3 separate regions of the Sus scrofa genome follow, and regions 1 and 3 are each linked to region 2. Evidence: chromatin contacts called from public HiChIP or PLAC-seq and promoter capture Hi-C data. All regions are on one chromosome and are shown on one strand. The core of a region is the stretch at or near the end of the contact, and the rest is flanking DNA. Distances in the headings are between cores, read along the strand shown. Region 1 holds the start of AIDA (axin interactor, dorsalization-associated protein). Region 2 holds the start of FH (fumarate hydratase). Region 3 holds the start of DISP1 (protein dispatched homolog 1).

Evidence for each region. Promoter capture Hi-C pulls out the DNA fragments that hold promoters and counts their contacts. HiChIP or PLAC-seq counts read pairs in DNA pulled down with a chosen protein or histone mark.
Region 1: a contact with region 2 is called in an H3K27ac HiChIP or PLAC-seq map of alveolar macrophages. The contact joins the promoter of AIDA here to the promoter of FH in region 2. A contact is called at or near these places in 1 of 5 promoter capture datasets (liver) and 1 of 2 datasets of contacts at active chromatin or transcription factors (alveolar macrophages).
Region 3: a contact with region 2 is called in a promoter capture Hi-C map of liver, with 4 times the contacts expected there. The contact joins the promoter of DISP1 here to the promoter of FH in region 2. A contact is called at or near these places in 2 of 5 promoter capture datasets (fetal skeletal muscle and liver) and 1 of 47 Hi-C or Micro-C datasets (liver).

The regions. Positions count from the first base shown.
Region 1 is chr10:11,463,853-11,468,378 of Sscrofa11.1, forward strand. AIDA (axin interactor, dorsalization-associated protein) reads right to left here and starts at 2,997. Exons shown (of 10, transcript XM_003130513.6): 1 at 2,673-2,997. The coding sequence starts at 2,782. It overlaps BROX (BRO1 domain-containing protein BROX), which reads left to right and starts at 2,321. Exons shown (of 13, transcript XM_013980031.2): 1 at 2,321-3,401.
Region 2 is chr10:12,428,860-12,433,324 of Sscrofa11.1, forward strand. FH (fumarate hydratase) reads right to left here and starts at 2,949. Exons shown (of 10, transcript NM_001243588.1): 1 at 2,805-2,949. The coding sequence starts at 2,942. It overlaps LOC110255637 (a long non-coding RNA gene), which reads left to right and starts at 3,091. Exons shown (of 5, transcript XR_002336209.1): 1 at 3,091-3,227; 2 at 4,250-4,369.
Region 3 is chr10:11,524,403-11,529,178 of Sscrofa11.1, forward strand. It overlaps DISP1 (protein dispatched homolog 1), which reads left to right and starts at 1,951. Exons shown (of 8, transcript XM_021064356.1): 1 at 1,951-2,014.

The DNA of each region.
Region 1 (4,526 bases), core at 1,747-4,246, 960 kb before region 2:
GACTCAGCGCTTTGAGGGCGGAAATCAAATCGTCCTCATTTCTGCCTGCCCAGCTCTCACTTGCTGAGGGATGACACTGGAAGTTGTTCTTACCTTATGATGAATACAGACATGTTCACTGCCTCCCCAACGTCCCCATCCCGTGATCCACTCCCGCAGGATGACTGTAAAGACACCGCTGCCTCCCCGCTGAGAAAGACCCGTTCTCCAGACTCCTCCTCCTCTCTCAATTATCCAGTCAGGGGTGAAACAGGAGTGAAATCCTGTCCATTCTTTTTCACATCACTTGGTGGCCCCCAAATGGTCTCCCGTTCTGCAGCCTTTCTCACAGACAATTCAAAAACAAAACAAAAAAACACTTGGCATTTCCACTGCGGTGCAGGGGTTAAGGATCCAGCGTTGTCTCTGCAGCCGACCGCAGCCTGCACAGAAGGTTGGGGATTCCGAGCTGCTGCAGCTGTGGCTCAGATTTGATCCCTGGCCTGGGAACTTGCCTTTCATTTTTGAGTATGTTAATTTTACTTATTTGTTTTTCTTTTTAGGCCGCACCTGCGGCATATGGAAGTTCCCAGTCTAGGGGTTTAAACAGAGCTACAGCTGCCAGCCTACACCACAGCCACAGCAATGTCAGATCTGAGCTGTGTCTTCCACCTGCGACGAAGCTCACGGCAACACCAGATCCTTAACCCACTGAGCAGGTCCAGGAATCGACCTTGCATCTCATGGATACTAGCTGGGTTCATTACCAGCCGAGCCACAACGGGAACTCCCTGAATATGTTAATTTTAAAGTCAACCTCATTTTACATATAGCCTGTACGTCCACGAAGTTTAAGCCAATCATTATATACTTCTCCTCAAATTTGATGCAGGTGGTTTACATAATAATTTGAGAACTACTCTGAATCAGGCAGTTCCAAATTTAGTAACTGAGGTTCAACAATGGATTTGTCCAAGCCTATTACTCTCTTATTGAGATGTTTCTAGAAATTCCAGCTAAACAGCTTGCATATTCAATTTTCCTTTGTAATTTCAATTGGACATGGTATTCTTTCCATTGGGAGGGCTGCTGCTGAGCGCCAACAGCTGTGAAATCCCGCCCCTTCACACGTGAGAGGCCGCTTTAGATTTCAGGATTTGCTGGTTAACACACACAACAAGTACAGAGATGCTCCCTGCCTAACTGGCTACGGTCTGGAAGGATCCTTCTCTATGATGAAGGACATTTAATTGGTTCAATTTACTTCCACCTCGTAAATAAAATGTCTTATACATCCACAGTAGAGCTGCCAGAATTTGGAACTTAATAACAACAAAAAAAAACCCCAGACTTCAGTGGTATAGTTCTGTGACCCTAGGTAATCCTATTAGCCTGAGCTTTCAGTTTCCTCATTTGCAAAATAGGAATAATATTATTATCCTCCCTGAGCCTTCGCAAGAGCAAGTGAAATCAACTGAAGTGTAAAACAAACGCCAGCAGTTGTTACACAAGGCAAAAGTTCCCAGAGTACGATGGGTTGCAGGGCTTTTTAAACCTACAGGCAATTCCAAGGCAGTAAGATGAGGTGGAACTGATTTTAAATTATCTTTAGCGGTCCGATTAACTACTGTAGACAACTACTGCAAAGAATAAAGGGTTGAGATCTTCCAAGCACTACTCCTGTATTCTTTCCAAAAAACACTGGGCGGGGGAAGATTTTACTACATGGTTTTAAACGATAACTTTCTTTAAAACTGAGAAGTAATTGATGGCAACAGTTTGCAAACAATAGCAATTTAGCAGGCAGTTCTTATTTTCAGCGAAATGTGCTAGAAAAGGGCAACGTTTTATGCATACGCAAACTTTCTCTTTTAATTTTAAAAACATCCCTTAAGTTTTGGGAGGCAACCAGAAAGGGAAAGAAGTTGGATTTCGGTGGATCAAAGAACCTGGTGCTCGCGTGTACCCTACGGCTACACATCATACACAGGAAAAGGAGGAGGGACCCAAAGAGGGAGTGGTGGCTCCTGCGCGTAGTCTATTAATTCACATTTTGCTCTCTTCTGTTCACATCCTGCGCGGACTCCACCCAGAGCCACCGAGCGAGGGGGCGGGTGGGACTGACACCGCCCAGCAAATAACAGTCCCAGAAACCGAAACAGAATCGAGGTGAATTGGGAAAACACGGCTCACCAGAAAGAGGGGTGGAGAAGGGGCGCGAGAGGGGACCTTCCTCCCAGCTGATGAGACACCTCCCGCCTCGCTGCTTCCTGGGGACACCCCCTCGGTCCGCCGCCAGCAGTGCCCGTCTGTCCCACCCACGCGAGGAGGCGGGCACGGTACGCGGAGCAAGGCCCCTCACACGAGTATTCCACAGAGACTCCCAGAGAAGCCGAGGGGCGGCCACCCGGAGAAGCGGAAAAAAGCAGGAAAGGGAACTGGCTGCAGAGCGGGGATCCGCGAGACGGTGGAAGGAACTAAGGACTGGCCCTCAGGGCCGGCGCCCGGCAAAGAAGGGCTACCTGTTGCACGGAACTGGCCCTGCGGAGGCGGAGGGCGGACCGCCGTCCCCGGGGCCAGGGCTGCGGGGCCCCGCCCTGCGAAGCCCAGGCTGCAGAAAGTGCGGAGAGACGCCGCCAGGGGAAGGGGCGGCCGCCGAGCCCGCCCGGGCCGCTCCGCCGCGGGGCACTCACATCTGATATTCGTCTATCGCCTCCACCAGCTGGCCCCAGGAGTCGAAGTCGGCGCCTCGCCTGAAGCTGGCGCCCCAGCGCTGCAGCAGGCTCCGGGTCACCTCCGACATGGCCGGTGCCCACCCCGTCCCCTCCCGCCCCTGCCCCAGCAAGGCCGGGCTCTAGGGCGCCATCCTCCCCGGGCCTGGCCCCGACATTAACAGGGCCGGGAGGAACCGCTACGGCCACCGCCGCCACCCGCCAAGGAGCCGCCCAAGCCCATTTGCCGCCACAGCCAAACTTTGCGGCTCTGAGGAGGCCGCCCCGCCGAGGCCCCGCCTCCGAGGCCCCGCCCCCGCGTTAGGTTGAGGCCGCCCCGCGCCCCCGAGCGGCAGCCATTGCTATCGTGGCATTCTTGCTGCGCTCGGGAGGCTCTGCTAGCTCCGCTCTTCGTCTCTGGAGGAGAGACCGAGCTCAAGAGGAACGCCCTTAGAGGAGTATCTAAGAAATGGATGAGGAACTGAGTGTCGTAAGGGGGCTGCCCCAATGCGGCCGTCCCCGCCCCTAAGCACCGTGCTACTGCCGCCTCGGTAGCTGTCATGGCTGTCGTGCCACGTGACCCAGCTCGCGCAGGCCTGGTTTCCCGTCGCTCTAGTTCGGTAGTCCCGACTCCCACCCCTTTTCGTTTTAGGACTCGGATATTGCCTTTCTTCCCTCAGAAGGGCTACTGTGCAGACTCCGAGAGATCCGGTAAGTTTGTCATGAGGATGGATGTTGCCAGTGCTATCCCTACCCCTGTTGTCTCCACGGAGTCCCAACCTATAGGATCACCTCCTTTTACACCATCTCTACAGACTCCCGGATTGTGGTCCCCAAAGTATCCTTGAAACAAATGAGAAAAAATCCGTACTGGTCCCGCTAATCAATGCTATAAACATCTAGGTTTGCCGAATCCTGTTGTCCGCGTTTCCACTAACACGGGGATCTTACAAGCTAAATGGGGGGTTGCCTAATCGCCTTCTGCTTGCCTCTTTCGGGTAGATAGTATCGGCTTTCCACAAAAATGTCTGCTCAGGCAGGGCACGCTAGGGTGTGCGCCTGCGCAACTCCTACGTTAAGGCGGAAGGGGCACCGGAGGAAGAGGCTGGGTGGTAAACAGGAAGTGGAGGTTCCGAGCCTCGGGGGCGGCACTGAGGTAGGTTCCTCGGGAGACCCAGGGTCTCCTGAGTGGGTGGACCCGTATCAGTAATCGGATTCCTCGGGAAGAGGCGGGTTAGGTGGCAGCCTCGATCCGACTCTTGTGCTGGTGGCTGTAGAGGCTCCGTCACACCTGCAGGTGGGTGTGTCGTCCTTCCACCCACCCTCGGAAAGGTCGAACACTGGAGTCGGATCTCTGACCCCGAGGGATCCGACGGGGCGGAGAGCACGGTACCCACCCCTGCGTTGCTGAGGTTAAGATTTTCAGAACTTCAGACATCCTCATCCAGGACATGGGAGGTCGCCTTCAAAGAGTACTTGTAGAAAATTTGTTGTCACAATCAAGAGTATTGTGTGCCATTATCACTAGAAGGCTTGGTTTTATGTGCGCAGAGATGGTGTATTAGTTTACTTAGGTGATAAAGGAAGTTTATATGGATATTGTTTAGAAGGTTATATGTTTTTGAAGAACCTTAAACGTTTTGAGTCGTAAATGAACTTGCTCAATTTTTCGTTGAATACGCAATGCATTTTCTCTTTCTTAAGTACCTGGTGCTCTCCAAAACCGGTTTCGCTTTGAATAAATATGGTAAGGGAGATGTTTAAAGTAGGTATTTTGGAGTTTCCGTCCTGGTCAGCGGTAACAACCGGGTGCATGAGGACGTGGATTTGATCCCT
Region 2 (4,465 bases), core at 1,699-4,198:
CTAGCCTGGGAACTTCCATGCTGCAGGTATGACCCTAAAAAGCAAAAAAAAAAAAAAAAAAAACTTTCCCTCATTATCATGTATGTTATCTCTTCTTAGTGACCAGAGCTGCTCATCTAAATTAATGAGAAAATTATCAGTCATAATGGCATCTATTAAATGTTTTTAATTTATATAACGGAATCTGTTTTTTATTTTAAAAAATAGGTTTTCTTTTTGAAAACCATGTTTTTATATCCCATAATTCAGCGAAGAATTTCTGAGAGAAGTTTAAAGGTTAAACTAGAGGTTAATCAGCTAAGCATAAGGCAGGCACAAAGTGCAATTTTCCAATGGAGATGCAGTTTCATTCAGGATCATTTCCCCTCCTGGAAAAGCATGAATGAATAGTGTCCAGTGTTCACCGCAGTATTACTGCTATTTGGTCCTAGAAATACCAAGTACTACTGCCATCCATGAGCTGCAGGAACCTCAGGAATTGATAAGTATGCCAGTCTAAATCAGAAACGCCAGCCAAAGTACACACAGCTCAGGCTCACAACACATCCCACACACATGTAACGTAACCATTAACTAAACCATGCTCTCTCCTATAGAAAAAGAGAAACGCCTTTTAGATGCTCAGTCTAAGGCAGTTTAAAGGAATATTTCAGTGTTAAAGAAAACCCAAATCATGTCAGGCCAAAAGACTACTTCAAGAGATAAAAATCCAAAATCTGACTTCACTGTATTTGGGTTTTCAGTTTCTTCCTCAAAAAGTCTTTCTGGTCTTAAAATATAGGGTGACCACTAAGTCTTGAAAAATTGACAACTATGTAATAAATGATATATTAATATTGTATTACATTATAGAACAAGATATTATCTATGTTTTCAGGTTTTATGGCCATCCTGAAGATCATTAAAAGAAATTCTCCAAGAAATGGCAAAAAGACAAAAAAAAAAAATTTTTTTTAATAAAAATTAAAATTAAAAAAAAAAAAAAAAAAAGGAGTTCCCGTCATGGTGCAGTGGCTAATGAATCCGACTAGGAACCATGAGGTTTCGGGTTCAATCCCTGCCCTTGCTCAGTGGGTTAACGATCCGGCGTTGCCATGAGCTGTGGTGTAGGTTGTAGATGTGGCTCGGATCCCACGTCGCTGTGACTCTGGCATAGGCTGGCAGCTACAGCTCAGATTAGACCCCTAGCCTGGAAAACTCCATATGCTGCGGGAGTGGCCCAAGAAATGGCTAAAAGACAAAAAAAAAAAAAAAAAAAAATTTAATTAAAAAAAAAAAAAAGAAATTCTCAAAAGTAACTTTTAAATATGTGGGGCTTCCTTACTCCCCATGCCACCAAGGCAGTATCACAGTTGGTGTCCACTAAATGTGCTCACTCTCATCATACTTCTCCTCAGTATAACCACTGTAGCTAACTGAGCATGGCTCCTGCTGATTTAACTGCTTTGCCTATTTGATATCCCCCAGTGGTCTCTACACTCTGCCTACAGTGACTGATTTATCCGCAGGGCCCAATACACAGCAGGCATTCAATATATGTTACTCTCCTATTGGATGAACTTTTAGGTATTCTTTTCGATAAAAGGTAACTTAGGACATTTAGGGTTATGTGAATTTCTTAACACCAGCAGCAAGAAAAACATAGTCAATTCAGAGATTTTGGAGCTGAGATTAGAAGGCAAAAGATGTATTTAGAATTATTGGGAAAAAAAAATCTATCCCCACCTGATTTTACTACACTAAAAGCAAGACAGTGCTATTTTTTGGCATTTACAGCGGGATAGATTCAGTTCTCCAGTCTCCTATTCCCTTTTACAAAATAAATAAGCGAAAAATAAAAAATTTTAAAGGCTCTGAAATGCACTAAAATTATTATGGCAGAGAGCTGCAGAAATACAAATCTTTCTGATTTGTAGTTTCAGCTGTAGTGATGTCATCAAATTATCTTAAAATTTATAGCCCAGAAAATGTCTTGGGCCTTTGCAGTACCTTAGATGGAAGTATTCATTGAATACGCACTCACCGCATCCCAAACTCAAGAGTACTTTCACAGGGGCAATCTTCCTGAGTGCCTGTAATTATTTTCATTTATACCCGTGGACACTGAGCACCAGTATATCCTGCATCAAATCCCGATTCCGAGTAGCAGGGTAGGCTGACATCTCTTTGAATGAAAGCTCCTGTTATACAGCACAGTGAACAGTGCAGAGTTAAGTCTTCCTAAACTAGCATTTACATCCCAAACTTTTGCTCATAATACACATGTGAGCACACGTGTTTAAAGCTTGTTAGAGCCCGAATTACGGGAGGCGACACTCCAAGGAGCAAAAGGGCTCAAGTAAGTCAGGACGGCAGAACCTGACATTGGACCTTTAAGTTCCCTGGAGGTCGTTCTGAATAAAAAATGCTGCTTCAGCTACAGCTGGTCCCTTACAGCTTCCTCCGACGTTCCTCGAGACCCGCAGCCCACGTTTCACATTCAGGGTTTTGCAAACCCCTGCCCTCCGGACAGGGCCCACCCTGGTGCGGCCCCTTCCTCCCGGTGTCCATCCCTGCGGTGTCCCGGCAGCAACCGCCACCTGCAGGAGCTCGGCTGGGACTGGGCGCAAGGCACGCCCGCCCGGGGAGGGGTCCAGAGACCGGCGCGGGCGGCCCGGCGGGACTCCCCACAGCAGCGGCCCACCGCCGGCGGAGGCGCCTCGGCTGCGCGCAGTGCAGGCTCGCGGCCCAGTACCGGGACACCCGCCTGGCAGGCGGGAGGCCTGAAGGTCACCGCTGCGCGGTCAGGGGGTCGGGGAGCTCACCATTCGAGCGGCGTTCGGAGGCCGGAGCAGGAGGCGCGACACGCCGCTAGGGCTGCTGCCTGGGCCGGGGCCGGGAGCAGAGGCTGGAACCCGCGAGAGGCAGCGAGAACGCGCGAGGAGCCGGAGCGCTCGATCCATAGTGCTGGCGGCCTGAGGAGAACTTCCGGTCGCTAGGCCGCGCCTCCTCAGGGCTGTCAGAGCCCGTCCCGCCCACAGACCTCGCTCCTATCCAATCAACAACCTATTGGCGGGGCCAATAGAGCCAATGGCCAGCGGAGCGTGAGGGGCAGGCTTAACTGCCCCACCTTAGCGCCCTGAGGACTCCTGGGAAACTGGTGGGAAAGGAATGCTGGGAACCCCGGCTGGCGCTGCGCTTGAACCCGGCGTTCCGGAGGCTAACAGAGGGCGGAGTATTAGCTAAAGGTCTGTATTTGTTAGCGGTGTGAGCGCAGGTTAGGTTCTTGCCTCCTCGCAGCAGAAAAAGTTCAGAAATCAGACGGAAATCGAGAAGGAAAGTTGAGGATTTACTTAAGTGAGAAATACACCTCTTAAGGAGAGGCGGGCAGAGAGGCGAGTGGGATATTCACTGGGAAGGTGGGATTTTGGGGGTCGTATTCTTTTCTTTTTCATCTCAGCTTCACCTTCCGGAAGGGAGGAGGGATTTTTGCCCTGATTTAGTTTTATTGCAGTGTCACGGCGTTGGTGTATGATGGGTACTTGTTATCTGCATAGCAGTTTAGTTATAATTTTATTATAATGAGGTCACAATGAGCAACAGGTTCCATCCGAACGTTAGAGATTCTCGCGCTCTTTTCAACCTTTCTTTGTCCCCCCCCCCCCCCACACACACACACTCTTATCACCTGAAAAGGTGTGGCTTCCTATCAGCCTGGAGGTTCTGGCTTTTCTTTATCCGTGCATGGACCGTGCTGTTTGCAGGATGCGTGGTTTCTGGCCCCATGTACTCCTTCTCTGTTTATGCCTATCTGTCTGCTCTAACAGTGGCATAACCTAGGGAGACGAATTTATTTATTCATCTACCATGTAATCACTCATTACATGTTCTTTCTATTGGCTCTTTTTTCATCTTCCGTGTAAAAATTTTGGAAAACAAAGTGTAGAGAATGAAATCATAAGTATCCATAAAAAGCCAATAATAATTACCCAGCTCTTTAACCTGTGATTTTGATGTCTGTACTGTTTCCTTTCTCAGTCAGTACTCTAAGAACTCAGTTTTTTAAATGTGTAGATGTCCTTACTTATAAATGATTGCAGAATTTTTATTATTTACATTTAGGTTCTCCAAGTCTTCTGCGTTGATAACATACATTTTGAAATTAAAGGCATATTGTTTTAATAGATGGTGATATTCTGCTTTTCGCGGAACAGATGTAAAATTGCATCAGATCTGCAGTATTATATCTTCTTGTCTTTTCTTTGAATAGCTTGAAACCAGACGACAGTTAATCAAGAAAGAGAACCATTGGATGATGTCGGAAGTCAAAAGTCCAGAACCTACAACGCAAAGCCAAGCTTATCAGAGTTAGTCTCTGTCAAATTTATTGGTAATACTTTATGCTATTTTGAGGCTTATGCGTTTGATTCATATATATATTTAACATTTGAAAATTTACATGAGAGTTCCTAATAGTCGAACTACC
Region 3 (4,776 bases), core at 701-3,200, 910 kb before region 2:
CAGTATAGGGTTGCCAGATTTAGCAAACAGAAATGCAGGAAGCTCAGTTAAATTTAAATTCCAGATAAGTAATACGTAATTTCTTATTAAAAGTAGGTTCCATGCAATATTTGGGGACATACTTACACCAAAACAAACAAACAAAAATCTGAAATTCAAGTTTAATGGGGTGTCTTGTATTTTTATCTGGCAACACAATGTTCAGGGTGCTTTCCTGGGCAGTGAGGTCTGTCTCAGGATGAAAACTGAGAGGACTCAGAAATAATCTTCAATGATTCTGTCTACTCAGGGGAGTTACAAACAGCCTATGGATAGTCTTTGATTTTTAAAGTTTTTAAGAGAATGTTAAAAATGAAGTAATTTCTCAGCAATTAATCAGGATATTTTATAGAGATGTCACCTTCCTCTTTAAGACATATATCCATTGTTTTCACAGGGAAAGTTTTGGCTCAATCCTCCCAGCCTGTAGCTAATTTCTTCTTGGGAAAGAAATGTATATCATGGAGACTCAGAGCTGAAAATTCAGCCTATTGCTTTACCTGCCGGTGTGATTTTTCAAGTTAGGAGTAGAACTGTGTGTCTATTTCAATTGCCAAACCAGGGAGGCAAATTTTTATTGAGGAGAAACACACATCCTCACCCACACAAACCCCACATACCTCACACCACACGTATACATTCTCATTCTTTCAAAGACACACCTGCTACATGATTGGGTTATTTCATGTAGCACCACAAATGGACTTCTAACCTTCCCATTGGGAGAAAGCCAAAAGCCATGTCCAGAGGTGACATTGTGCCCTCTAAGTATAGACTTTCTACGTGATGTCCATTCTTCCTTTCCTTTTACTGTCATCCTCCCTCCATGTAGTGCAACATAGTTTGTTGTTGGCAAAAGCAAAAGAAATGAAGGAACAATTTTTGTATCATTTCTTTTTAAAATGGAAAAATGGGGCTGGGTGTGCAAGAGGATATTTATTAGGCAGTATTAGCAAGCAAGGAAATAGAGGCAGCAAACAGCCTCATTAGTCTAGTGGGAATGCAGTCTTCATTCATTCCATGGTTCCCTGTGGCTTCAGCTTGCAACTCGGTTGGGGTGATGTGCCCAACCGGCAACCTGAAGGGTCCAGGCCCTAGTGGTCCTGACTTTATATAGCTGCTGCAGCTAACCACTGTCTTAACATCTCAGCATGGCAGTTGAGAATGCACCCTCACAAGTAAAATGTTCTAGCCATGATCTTTCAAGTTCTTACTTTTCTTTGGTGAATAGGTCAGTCATCCTTTTCAACCTCGTAACTCAGTGTTTCATCAGTTGCCCTAGAGATAGGCATTGATTCCCTGCTGCATGGAGTCTAAAGTTCAAATTCCTTAGCATAATGCACAACAGTCTTCCTGATCCGGCTTTGCCTCCTCTCCTAGCTTCCTCTTGTCTCTGCGATCTCAGACCTTGCTAAATTAACTGTACCCTCCTCCCCCTCTCTGATCAAGCCAAACTCCCACTGTCTGGCATCCTTCTCCTCTGCCTGCACTTCCCCACCTTATCTGACCTTTAATTCTTATTCATCATTTATTCAGTCTCAGCTGAAGAGCCATTATCTCTGGAGTCTCTTCTCAGCCCAGCTCCCTACACCCCACCACTGCCTTCAGCAGGGCCATAGTTCCTGTAATGCTGGATGATTTCATTGCACTTGTTTGCCCCTATATCTGTCCTTAGCCTATGCTTTCCAAGGGACAGGTCGCTGTTTGATTTACTCTCTGCCTGATTCATTGCCTCCCTAGCTCCGTAAGATAGGGGCGTTCTTCTCTTTACAGCCTAGTTGTTTCCTGAATGATATACAGCAGGTGATAAAAATTTGGATTAAGGTATGAAGCAATACCGCCTTGTGCTGTGATTAACCTCTGTTTATATTTATGTCAACTCTCAACTAGATTGCGAGGGCAAGGGTCAGTGTCTGAGTCATCCTGACCCTCTAGGGCTTGGGAGCAGAGCAAACCCCTGGTCAAGCGGCTGCAGGTAGGTTGGCTGATCCGCTGAAAAGGGAAGCAGCAGAAGGACACCTGGAAACCCGCCCCTTCGAAGTCCTTCTGCTCCCGCCCGGTTGCCTGCGAGCCCCCTGGCCCCAACCCTCCCTGCGCTCCAGCGCCGACAGCCCAGCGCCCCACCGGCCGGCGGCGGGAGGGGCGGGACTTCCGGTCCCTCGCCAATGCCTTCCGGTGCGAGGCGGAAGCCGGCTCCCGGTCCGGATCGGAGCCGGAGAGTCTCAGGCACTGGTCTTCGCGGTGGATGCTTTTCGGCGCCGCCGCAGCCCCGCGCCGCGGGACGGGGAGACCGGGTAGGCACGGGAGAGTCGGGACTCCCCGCGCGGGCAGAGGGAGACTCGGGACCCCAAGGTTTGAGGCAGGGGACCAGGATCGGGGGCCGGGGAGCCCAGAGGGCAGCCGCAGGGGGCTGGGGTGGGAGGCACCCGGGACCCTGAGGCCGAAGAGGCCCCGGAGGGGAGGGGGCGGCGGGTGACACCGGGCGGGATGCATCTCGAAGGAAGGCGGTCCCGCTTGGGGAGTGTCCGGGACTTGGCAGGTTGTCTGCGAGGCCGGCTTCTAGGGGAGGCTGGAGGGGAGGGTCCTTCTCCGAGGGTCCTAGAGGAGAAGGACGTCCTGACCTAACGCATCCGAAAGACGACTAGTCACCTCTTGGATGCTGAACTCGTCTTGCTTCATTTGCAATTGATGCTGGCTCTTTAAGGGAGCGTTTTACAAATTATTTATTCATTTTTTACCCGTGCGGATTTCGGGGAAAAATGTTACATGCCCAGGGAAAACTTGAACTCTTTCTCACCCAGGTCCAACTTAGGCTACATTTCTTTGTCAACAAGATCGTGCTTTAAAGTTGTCTTCATACAAGTAAGCCATGCAAAGTTTTCTTTTTGGAATCTTCTCTGCCCTGCAGAGTTTAGGTTGTCTTATTTTCTTTGTCATGGAATGAACTTCTAAATGCGTTTGGAATTACAGTGATAATTACATGGCAAATCAGTGACGTCACGTTTGCAGTTGCAGATCGTTGTTTTTCTGCCTGACTTTCTGATACATTTTTACCAAAAGTTACCCTATTGTGTTTAGTATTTGAGGGCAATTTTAGATTAGGGTGCAACCAGTTACTAGTAATTTTGGATTTACTGTTATTTTTTATTTCTGCTATAAGGAGGACATATATATTTGCCCTTGACAGTTTTTTAAAAAGTATTGATAATCCACGATCTGTTGTTATATATACATTAGCGCATTTTGTTTTCCTTATTGGACATCATGTAGTATGTAGGCTTGCTTTTATCATTGTCAAAGGTAATTAGTAACTTTATTTGCTACGTTTTATTAATGTTTAATTGATGGCAATTAATATGTACTTTCTAATCTACATCATATAGTGTCTCACTTCTGTGAAATTGCAAAGACTCCTTTAGCTTTAGGTAGATGGCAAATTTGGATTTTTATCACAACTGGTCAAGGTAGCTAGGAAGAGCCCTAACTTGTTATTGGTGGGGGTGATGTCTGATGATTGAATCATTTGCTTGTTTCAAGTGTTTATTTGTTTGTTTGTTTTGTCTTTTTAGGGACACTCCCACGGCATATGGAAGTTCCCAGGCTGGGGGTCGAATTGGAGCTGCAGCTGCTGGCCTATACCACAGCCACAGCAACTCAGGATCCTTACTCACTGAGCAAGGCCAGGGACTGAACCCAAGTCCTCATGGATGCTAGTTTGGTTTGTTACCCTGAGCCACAATGGGAACTCCTGTTTCAAGTGTTTTATATTTCACGTGTTAACATTTTTTCTTTTTAAAACTGTTGGTATGGGTATCAGATTTAGATCTAATTTGGTGGTTTGACTTGCACTAATTCAGGTAAGCAAAAACATTTTGTGTTTATTGATGGCCTGGTGTCTTGTTAGCTTATAAACACTTTTCTCCCTGGCTTTATTGAGGCATAATTGACAAATCAAAATGGCCTATATTTAAGGTGTACAACGTGATGATTTATGTACACATATATTGTGAAGTGATTACTGAAGTCAAAAAGCTAATTAACAAATCACTTCCCATATTGCTAATTTCTCTATTTTTGTGTGTGTGAGAACACTAAAGACGTACTCTTACTAAATTTCAAATGTATAACACAGCATTATTAACTCTAGCTTATAAACCCCTGATGGCTTTGAAAATTTATACCTAAGATAGATATAATTTCCTCATGCTTAGGGGCACAGCTGATTCAAGAGGAGAGCATGGCCGAAATAAAAAACGCTTGAACATGTAAATAAGCAGATTGAATAATTTTTCACATTGGAAGGTGAAAGGATGACACTAATCTTTAAAGTTTTTGAATTAACTGCTATGTAGATTTCTACATGTCTTAATTCAGTCTTATTTCTTTAGTCGATATTATTTTTCTAATAATAGCTTGATCTGATTTTTCCATAAAACCTTGCTTTAAAAATGCGTTCTTTCCCCTTTTGCCATGATTTTAGGAGATAAACTAGTTGAGAAAGCCTGCAGGCCATTAGGTGCTCGTGGTTGAAACACAGGAACCCTGCCTTCTGTGGCAAGTTTCTTGTTATGTATCTGAGTAGTATGTTTGAAATTTGATTGCTTTGTGTTCTGGATAATCTTTGGATTTTTGTTCATTGTTCTGATTGTTGAGTAAATTTCTTAGCTTTTTCTAGATAAATGCTATGTATTATTCTGTAGGATTTAGATGCATTTTACAGTTTAACCAATAGTAGCG